2 separate regions of the Mus musculus genome follow, and region 2 is linked to region 1. A link is a contact called in public promoter capture Hi-C data. All regions are on one chromosome and are shown on one strand. Each heading gives the region's core, a stretch centred on a gene start, on an enhancer-like site or on the middle of the called end of the contact. The rest is flanking DNA. Distances are from core to core; before and after follow the strand shown.

Region 1 (3,471 bases), core at 467-2,966:
TGCTACAAGGAGTCCAGGTAACATTGAAAGTAAATAAGGAAGCACAAAGATTCCAGGCTAACCCTGTAGTGCTTGATAGGGAAGACTTGCACTGCCTTGGGGTTAGTATAGTTGGAGGCTTCTAGAACAATCACCATGGATGCTGAGGGATGACTGTGATGGAATATAAGGAGTTGAGTGGGCACCCGGCTGGTCCATGCCAAGTTGTGGGCCTGAGTAATTACACCATTCGACAGATCTGATATAAGGGGACATATTGGGGGAAGGGAGAGGAGTGAGGACTTGAGAAGGGTCGAGGTAGACAGTCCGAAGCCCATACCTGTCGGACCTGGCAGGTGGCAGGTAATGACGTAAGCCGTTGCTAGGTCCCTGGGAGGACCGTAGTAGAATTTCCTGTAATCTAGCAATGGTCGCATAGTATGAGCCATTGAATATGAGCGGTCATTGCTACAATATCAGCTGGAGGTGTGGAAAGTCCTCTGAAGTAGAAACTTGAGGGCTCTTTGGAAAGTCAGCTGGATGGTGTTTTGCTGGGGGGCCCATTCAAGCTATGGCCCTGAGTAATTACATTAGAATGCAACACTGAGAATGTGTCATTAAAGTGGACCCAGGTGTAAAAGGCTCAGGCTGACTCCTGAAGGAACGTTTCAGTGAAGCAGACACCGGAGAGAGGATGTTCTGTTAAAGCAAGCACGTGATGAAGGAGTCTTTGCTAACAACACGCATGCATTGGTCCACCTTACATTGTGTTGTTGAGCTGCATTGTCAGGACACCATAGAAATAAACATACCAAAAAAATTTGTGGTGGTGTGCTGCAGTTTGTTGCTGCTTCCAAGGACTGGAGCTGATTGGATGCACGTGCTGAGCCAAGGCACGTGGAGGACACGCGATGTTTGGAGGGTATAAATAGGACTCCACAGAGACAGAGCTTGGCTTGCTGGTACAGCTAGCTGTGCAACCCTTGTGGGTCTCCTGTCTTTGCTGATCTTTGCTCCCCAGAGAGAGGCACAGCTGAGATCTTCTCCTGGTGTTTCTGTTGGTCCTTCCTGCTGCCTCAAGCTGAGGCTGAGGCCTGGCTGTCTCTGCTAGGTCATGTCACTGCTGTTGCTAACCTGACTCTACCAAACTGGACTGCTGGTATATCGGTGAAGTGTTTGCCAGTGGATCAAGCTGCTGCTGCCTGCAAATCTGTGAACTTACTGTCAATTTCCAGGCAGCACAGATGGGAGTTGCTCCAAAGAACCATTTCTAAACACTTCCCCGGTATCCTTTCTTTCCCACTACCTCTGGTAGGTGATAGGTTACAAGGAAGGTTAAAGCCTTTAAGAATCATCATTAAAAATAGGATTTGGCCGGGCGGTGGTGGCACACACCTTTAATCCCAGCACTTGGAAGGCAGAGGCAGGTGGATTTCTGAGTTCAAGGCCAGCCTGGTCTACAGAGTGAGTTCCAGGACAGCCAGGGCTACACAGAGAAACCCTGTCTCGAAAAAAAAAAAAAAAAAAAGATTTGAAAAAACTAAAGTGACGGCCCTCTCACCTTGGTCCTTTCCACTCTTGCTTCCCTGATGAAGAAGGTCACTACAGGATGAACCCACGTAGAGCAGAAGCAGCCGAGACCCCCTTATCACCAGACTCCATCCACCCACCAGCAGACAGCAGAGAGGTGAATCACTCCTTGAGAAGCCAGCCAGGCCAACTGTTCCCGGCCCTTAGCGCTGACTCACGGAGTCAGAGAAAAGAACACAAGGATTATGACAGACATGTAGCGTGAAGAAGCATACTGAAGAACAGTCTTGTCAAGACACGACCTCAAGCCAGACAGGATGGCACATGCTTGAAATCCCGGCACTCAGGATGGATGTTGGGGACAAGGATCGTGGGTACAGGGCCAGCCTTGTCTGCATGAGAACTTCCCTCAAAGAAAAACATTTTTAACTAATACCAAATATAAACTGAGGAGTAGGGGTGTGTCTCAGTAGAAGAGCATCACCTAATACGTATGAGGTTCTGGGTTCAATCCCACCCAGTACCACCAAAAAAAGGGGGAAAGAATCTAAATCAGCACTCACCTGTAGTCCTAGCTTGATGGCAGTAAACACACACACACTTACACAAACACACACAGACACACAGACACACGCATACACACAAACACACACACACATACACACATACACACACACAAACACACGCACACATACACACACACACACACACACACACGCATACACACACACACACAAACACACACACACGCATACACACACACACGCATACACACACACAAACACACACACACGCATACACACACAAACACACACACACATACACACATACACACACACATACACACATGCATACACACACACACATACACGCATACACACATACACACACACACACACACACACACACACACACACACACACGGAAAAGATTGTGGAGTGTCTAGAAAGATGGCTCAGTGCTCATGAACACCAAATGTTCTTCCAGAGGAAGAACCTAGTGTCAATTCCCAGCACCCTCGTGGAAGCTCACAGATGACTGTAGGTCTATTCCCAGAGAAGCTACTGACACCTGAGGCACACAGACATACATGCAGGTAAAATATCATACACATAAGATACAAATAAGTCTTTTTTTTAAGTGTTTTTAGTTGTGAGCCTGGGTATGTGGCTCAGTTGACGGAGTGCTTTCCTAGCCAGAGCTCCAGATTTACCTCCAGCACCAGGTAATCTGGGTGTGGTGGGGCACACCTGGAATTCCAATACGACAGAGGTGGAGAGAAGAGGTTAGGAGTTCAAAGGTCGTCTTTGGCTACATAGTGAGTTCGAGGCCATACAGGGCTACAAAAGACTTCTTCTAAAAACAAACCAAACGAACACAAAAGGGCACTGTGTCTTCTGTGCTCTGAAAACAGATCCTGCCCCAGTGGCTAACCCACAGATATGTGGTAGAAGTGCCTTCTCCTCATGGGCTCTGACCCTAGAAGTACAAAGTGGCTTTCTTCCCAGGACCGGCAGAGCAGCGCCAGGAAATTCCTCGCTCCTCGAGAATCCACAGGACCGACCTCACTGTGGGCGCAGCAGCCGGGGCCGGGTCAAACCCAAGGCAGCAGCTCGGCGTAGGCTTGAGGCTGAGACCAGTAGGATGCAAGAGGAAGCCCTGGGATGTCAGTTGGAGGTGTCCGGGGCAGAGGTGCCAGAGTGGGGGATGAGTGGGAGAGAAGAGAATGGAGGCGCTCCGGAAAGAAGGCAATGAAGCCTTTGTATGACGCAGGAGAGGCCTACGTTAACCCCACACCTTACCTCCTCTTGGTTGACTTCAAGTTACTGACTTTGGAGGTCACACCTAGGAGACACGCTTCTGGGTACATCTGTGCACGAGGCTCATCTGAGCAAGGACGAGCGCTCAGAATGTGGGTGAAGAATAGAAAATTACTGGCCTCTTGTGAAAACATGAATTTTT
Region 2 (3,471 bases), core at 403-2,902, 100 kb after region 1:
GGTTTACCTACAGCCAGATCTTATGGAGGCATTTTCTTAATTGGGGTTCCTGCCTCCCAGATGAATGACATTAGCTTGTGTCAGATCAGTAAAATTAGCCAGCACGGTGGCCCTGGTTTTTTTTGTTCCCCTTTCCTTTTGTCGTCTCACTAGCTCAGGCTAGCCTCTGCTATGTACCTGTGTAGAGGATGACATTGAACTCTGATTCTTCCTAGTATAAATGTCCCAGTCATCGCAATGGCAAGTTATGTGGTGCTGGGGGTGGAACCCAGGGCTTCGTGTGGTAGAAAACTACTCGGCCCACTGACTATATCCCCAGCTTTCTTTGTTGTTGTTTTTGTTTGTTTGGGTTGTTTGTTTGTTTGTTTTGGTTTTGTTTTTTGAGACAAAGTTGCTCTGTAGTCTAGACTGAACTCTGTCCTCACGTCTTAGCCTCCAAAGTGCTGGGATCGGAGATGGGCACCACCACCTGGCCCAAATCTTTTTCAAATTTAATTGCTGCCCCCTCCCCTTCCTGGCCACCTCTCCCACAATCCCTCCCCACTTCTCCTCTGAGAGGGTAGAGTCCTCCCATCCCCCATCAAGTCTCTCCAGGAACTAGGATTTGACCTGAGGCCCCTGTCAGCTCTCGCCCTTAGCTGGCTCCTAGCTCCCTTTGAAGTGGCTCCCCTGGGAGCGTAGCCCTGTGGAGCGCTACCTACTGGTTTTCATCATAGCTCCACACAGACAGAAGCCGGCCATCTATCCCAGCGGGGAGCTGCTGTCCCCTTCTGCCACTGTTCTCATGGCCCTTTCTGCCTGTTAACCCTGTGGCCTGGAGACGTTAGTCACCAGACAGCCAGGCTCTACAAGTTCAAAAGCAGCTTCCTGGGTCCCTCCCAGGCAGGGGACCATCCCAGGAGGAATCAGTTCTAACACACAGAAAATTAGATTTGAGTTGCCTCGGCTTTCAGAAGTGCTGCTTCTCCTTGCCTGGGACTGGAGAAAAAAAATGCACCCCCTTGAGGCATCTGGGTTCTCCCTGTGACTCAGAGCTCCCCCCCCCCTTCCTCTCTTCTTGCCCACTCTGGTGGCCTGAAGCTGACTTCAGAGACGCCTGCTCCCAGTGGAGGGCTGGGGGTGGGGTGGGGGGCTAATTGGAACCTTTCAGGCTCTGCTATGGAGCCATGTGGTGTCTGGCTCCCACAACATGGGCCAGCTGCCACCTGCACAACGCTCTGGGGTCTGGGCCTGGGTACCAAGAAAGGGGTTTCATAAGACACGCAACCTTTTGCTTGCTGTCCCCACTGCATGGGGCAGGAAGGGAAAGTCTATCTCCCTGTAGTGGCCAGGATGTGCCTGGGTGCCAGAGCCCCAGTGTCTTTGACTCCCCAGTTCTCTCCAGGGGCTCTTGGAGCAGCGAAGGGTGGCTTATTGTTGCGACCTGCACAGCGCTCTGTGTCAGGGCTGGGACAGCTTTGTTCTCCATCCTTTTTTTCTCCTAATGGGAAAGGGGGAGGGTGTGGGGAGCAGGGCTCTGATATAAACAGTTACCAAGGAGACTGAGTGGGGGTGTGTATGTAGAAAGGTTCTCGCCTTCCCTCAGTCCATGGTGTGTGTGTGTGGTGGGGGGGTGTTACCCCAGCCGCAGGGGATCATGGGAGGCTGCAGTCTCAGTTCGGAGTCCTGCTGGAGCTGCCAGATGTTGCAGAGTTCACAGGCTCATGGGGACAGCGGCAGGCAGAGGTGCCGAAGAATTCTGAGAGGACTTCTGGGGTGTCTGGTGGCACTTTCAGAGTCTCTGGGCCCAAGCAGCCTACCCCATCACACTGAGAATGGACAAAAGCGAACTTCCTTTCTGTGGGCTGCCAGCCAGCTGCCGCAGAGCTCAGTGCGGGACCCTTTTTCTTTAATCCCTGCTGGGAACGGGAGCACCATGGGGTGTGCATACTCGTCTCAGCCGCTGGAAGAGCCTGTCCTGCGAAGAAGGTCAGTTTCAGCCCTAGTTCAGATGTGTGGGGAGCTCATGGGCCAGGTTCACATGGCTGCCATCATCACCAAAGGGAGAGGCAGCTCCCTGAGCTAGGGCCAAATGGGCTCCTGTTAGTTAACCCCCTGGGTGGGTGCTACCAGGTCTGCTTCCTGGAGCTGGCTAGGAGTTGTTCCCAGGCAAGAAGGGCTGCCCAGGATAGACATCGTGTGATTGTCCAGCACAGGGTCCTCTGACTCCGTTTGCCCAGAGGCCACTGCCTCTGCTGGGTTCATATGAGTGAGGGCGCAGATGGACAGTCCTTCCTGTCCCCAGGGCAAAGCAGAGCTAATTAAAGGACAGGGTGGGCCTCAGATGTGTTCAGGTGTGGATGGGGAGATGGCTCCGTTAAGTCCTTGCTACACAAGCGGGAGTTTGATCCCCGGAACCTGTATTAAAAAGCTGGGCATTGAGGTAGGCTTCTAATCCCCATGCTAGGAAGGCATGGGGTGGGCAGGTCCCTGGGGCATGGTGTCCAGCCAGCCTAAGCAGCGTGGTGAGCTGCAGGCAAGTGAGAGAGACCTTGTCTGAACAAAGGTGGACAGCACCCGAGGGCCACACACATACACACACACACACACACAAGAAATGCACAGTGTCACGGCCTTTTCTCCCAGGGTCAAGGGTGAGTATTTCCAGGTAAACCTGTCCAGCACCCTCACCTTACCATAGTCAGAGCCAGCTGGCCTGGAGTTTGGCCCTTTCCACCCACAGCAGGACACTAGCCTCAGGGCTGGGCCCTTGGGAGCCTGCTGTTGTAGCTCTTGAGAATGGAGCCCAGCCTTTTGTGTCTCTCTGGCTCTAGCACCTCTGTGGCTTTGTGCCACCTTAGGCTGCTGGGCAATTTCAGATGAAATCACAGACTGGCCCAGATAGCTACTCACTTTCCAAGAAGACCTTTGTCCCCTTGAGTGTCACTCAAGTTCCAGGTGCCTGGCAGGACTCAGGAGATACTGCAGAGTCTAGTTAAAGTAGCTAAGGCCTTCAGGGACTAGGGCTGGGATGCCTGTCACATGCCTATGTGGTGACAGGGCCTAGGTTTGCAGCCAGTTCTGCCTCTGACGTGGCTCTCTTCTCCTGCTGTGATTCCCCTGGGCTCCAGCTCAGGGACAGGACAGGCCCTTGGAAGCCAGAGATGGCACATTCTAGTCCCTACCCTCAGCATCTGGCATGGAGCCCTTGCCTGCCCTGGGTGCTGGGGCTGGAGATGGGATTCCTATGGATACATCTGTCTTTTTGAGAAGAGCCAGGAGCTGGCTTCTCAACCCAGAGGGAGGAGGGAGTGGGAAATGTCCCCAGAGGCTGCTGTCCACCTCTGTCTGCCAGATACTGGGTGGGTGACCTGGACCGGCCATTGCAGGAAAGCCGTGAATTGTGTGTGGAGTGCCAGGCAGCTCCCGTTAAGTTATTAAAGCCAGCCCTCAAGGCAAGCAAACTGAATATGTGGAGGGAAGCGCCACGCG

The links. Capture Hi-C pulls out chosen DNA fragments and counts their contacts.
Region 2: a contact with region 1 is called in a promoter capture Hi-C map of adipose tissue. The contact joins two enhancer-like sites. A contact is called at or near these places in 1 of 39 promoter capture datasets (embryonic stem cells), 2 of 15 datasets of contacts at CTCF or cohesin (the NIH/3T3 cell line and large pre-B cells), 1 of 484 Hi-C or Micro-C datasets (bone marrow-derived macrophages), 10 of 115 datasets of contacts at active chromatin or transcription factors (the HPC-7 cell line, acute myeloid leukemia, cardiomyocytes and 5 more) and 4 of 9 other capture datasets (adipose tissue, embryonic stem cells, liver and 1 more).

Annotation. Positions count from the first base shown.
Region 1 is chr5:135,620,200-135,623,670 of GRCm38.p6, forward strand. No RefSeq gene overlaps it. Among named protein-coding and RNA genes, the nearest start is that of Rhbdd2, 11 kb to the right of the region's middle. Within about 2 kb of position 1,717, at least 52 of the 459 cell types and tissues checked have an H3K27ac peak or open chromatin away from gene starts, as enhancers often do. A contact at or near this core is called in the NIH/3T3 cell line and adipose tissue, where this site is marked.
Region 2 is chr5:135,724,074-135,727,544 of GRCm38.p6, forward strand. All of the region lies in intron 2 of Por (P450 (cytochrome) oxidoreductase), which reads left to right. Among named protein-coding and RNA genes, the nearest start is that of Mir7034, 10 kb to the right of the region's middle. Within about 2 kb of position 1,653, at least 162 of the 459 cell types and tissues checked have an H3K27ac peak or open chromatin away from gene starts, as enhancers often do. A contact at or near this core is called in the NIH/3T3 cell line and adipose tissue, where this site is marked.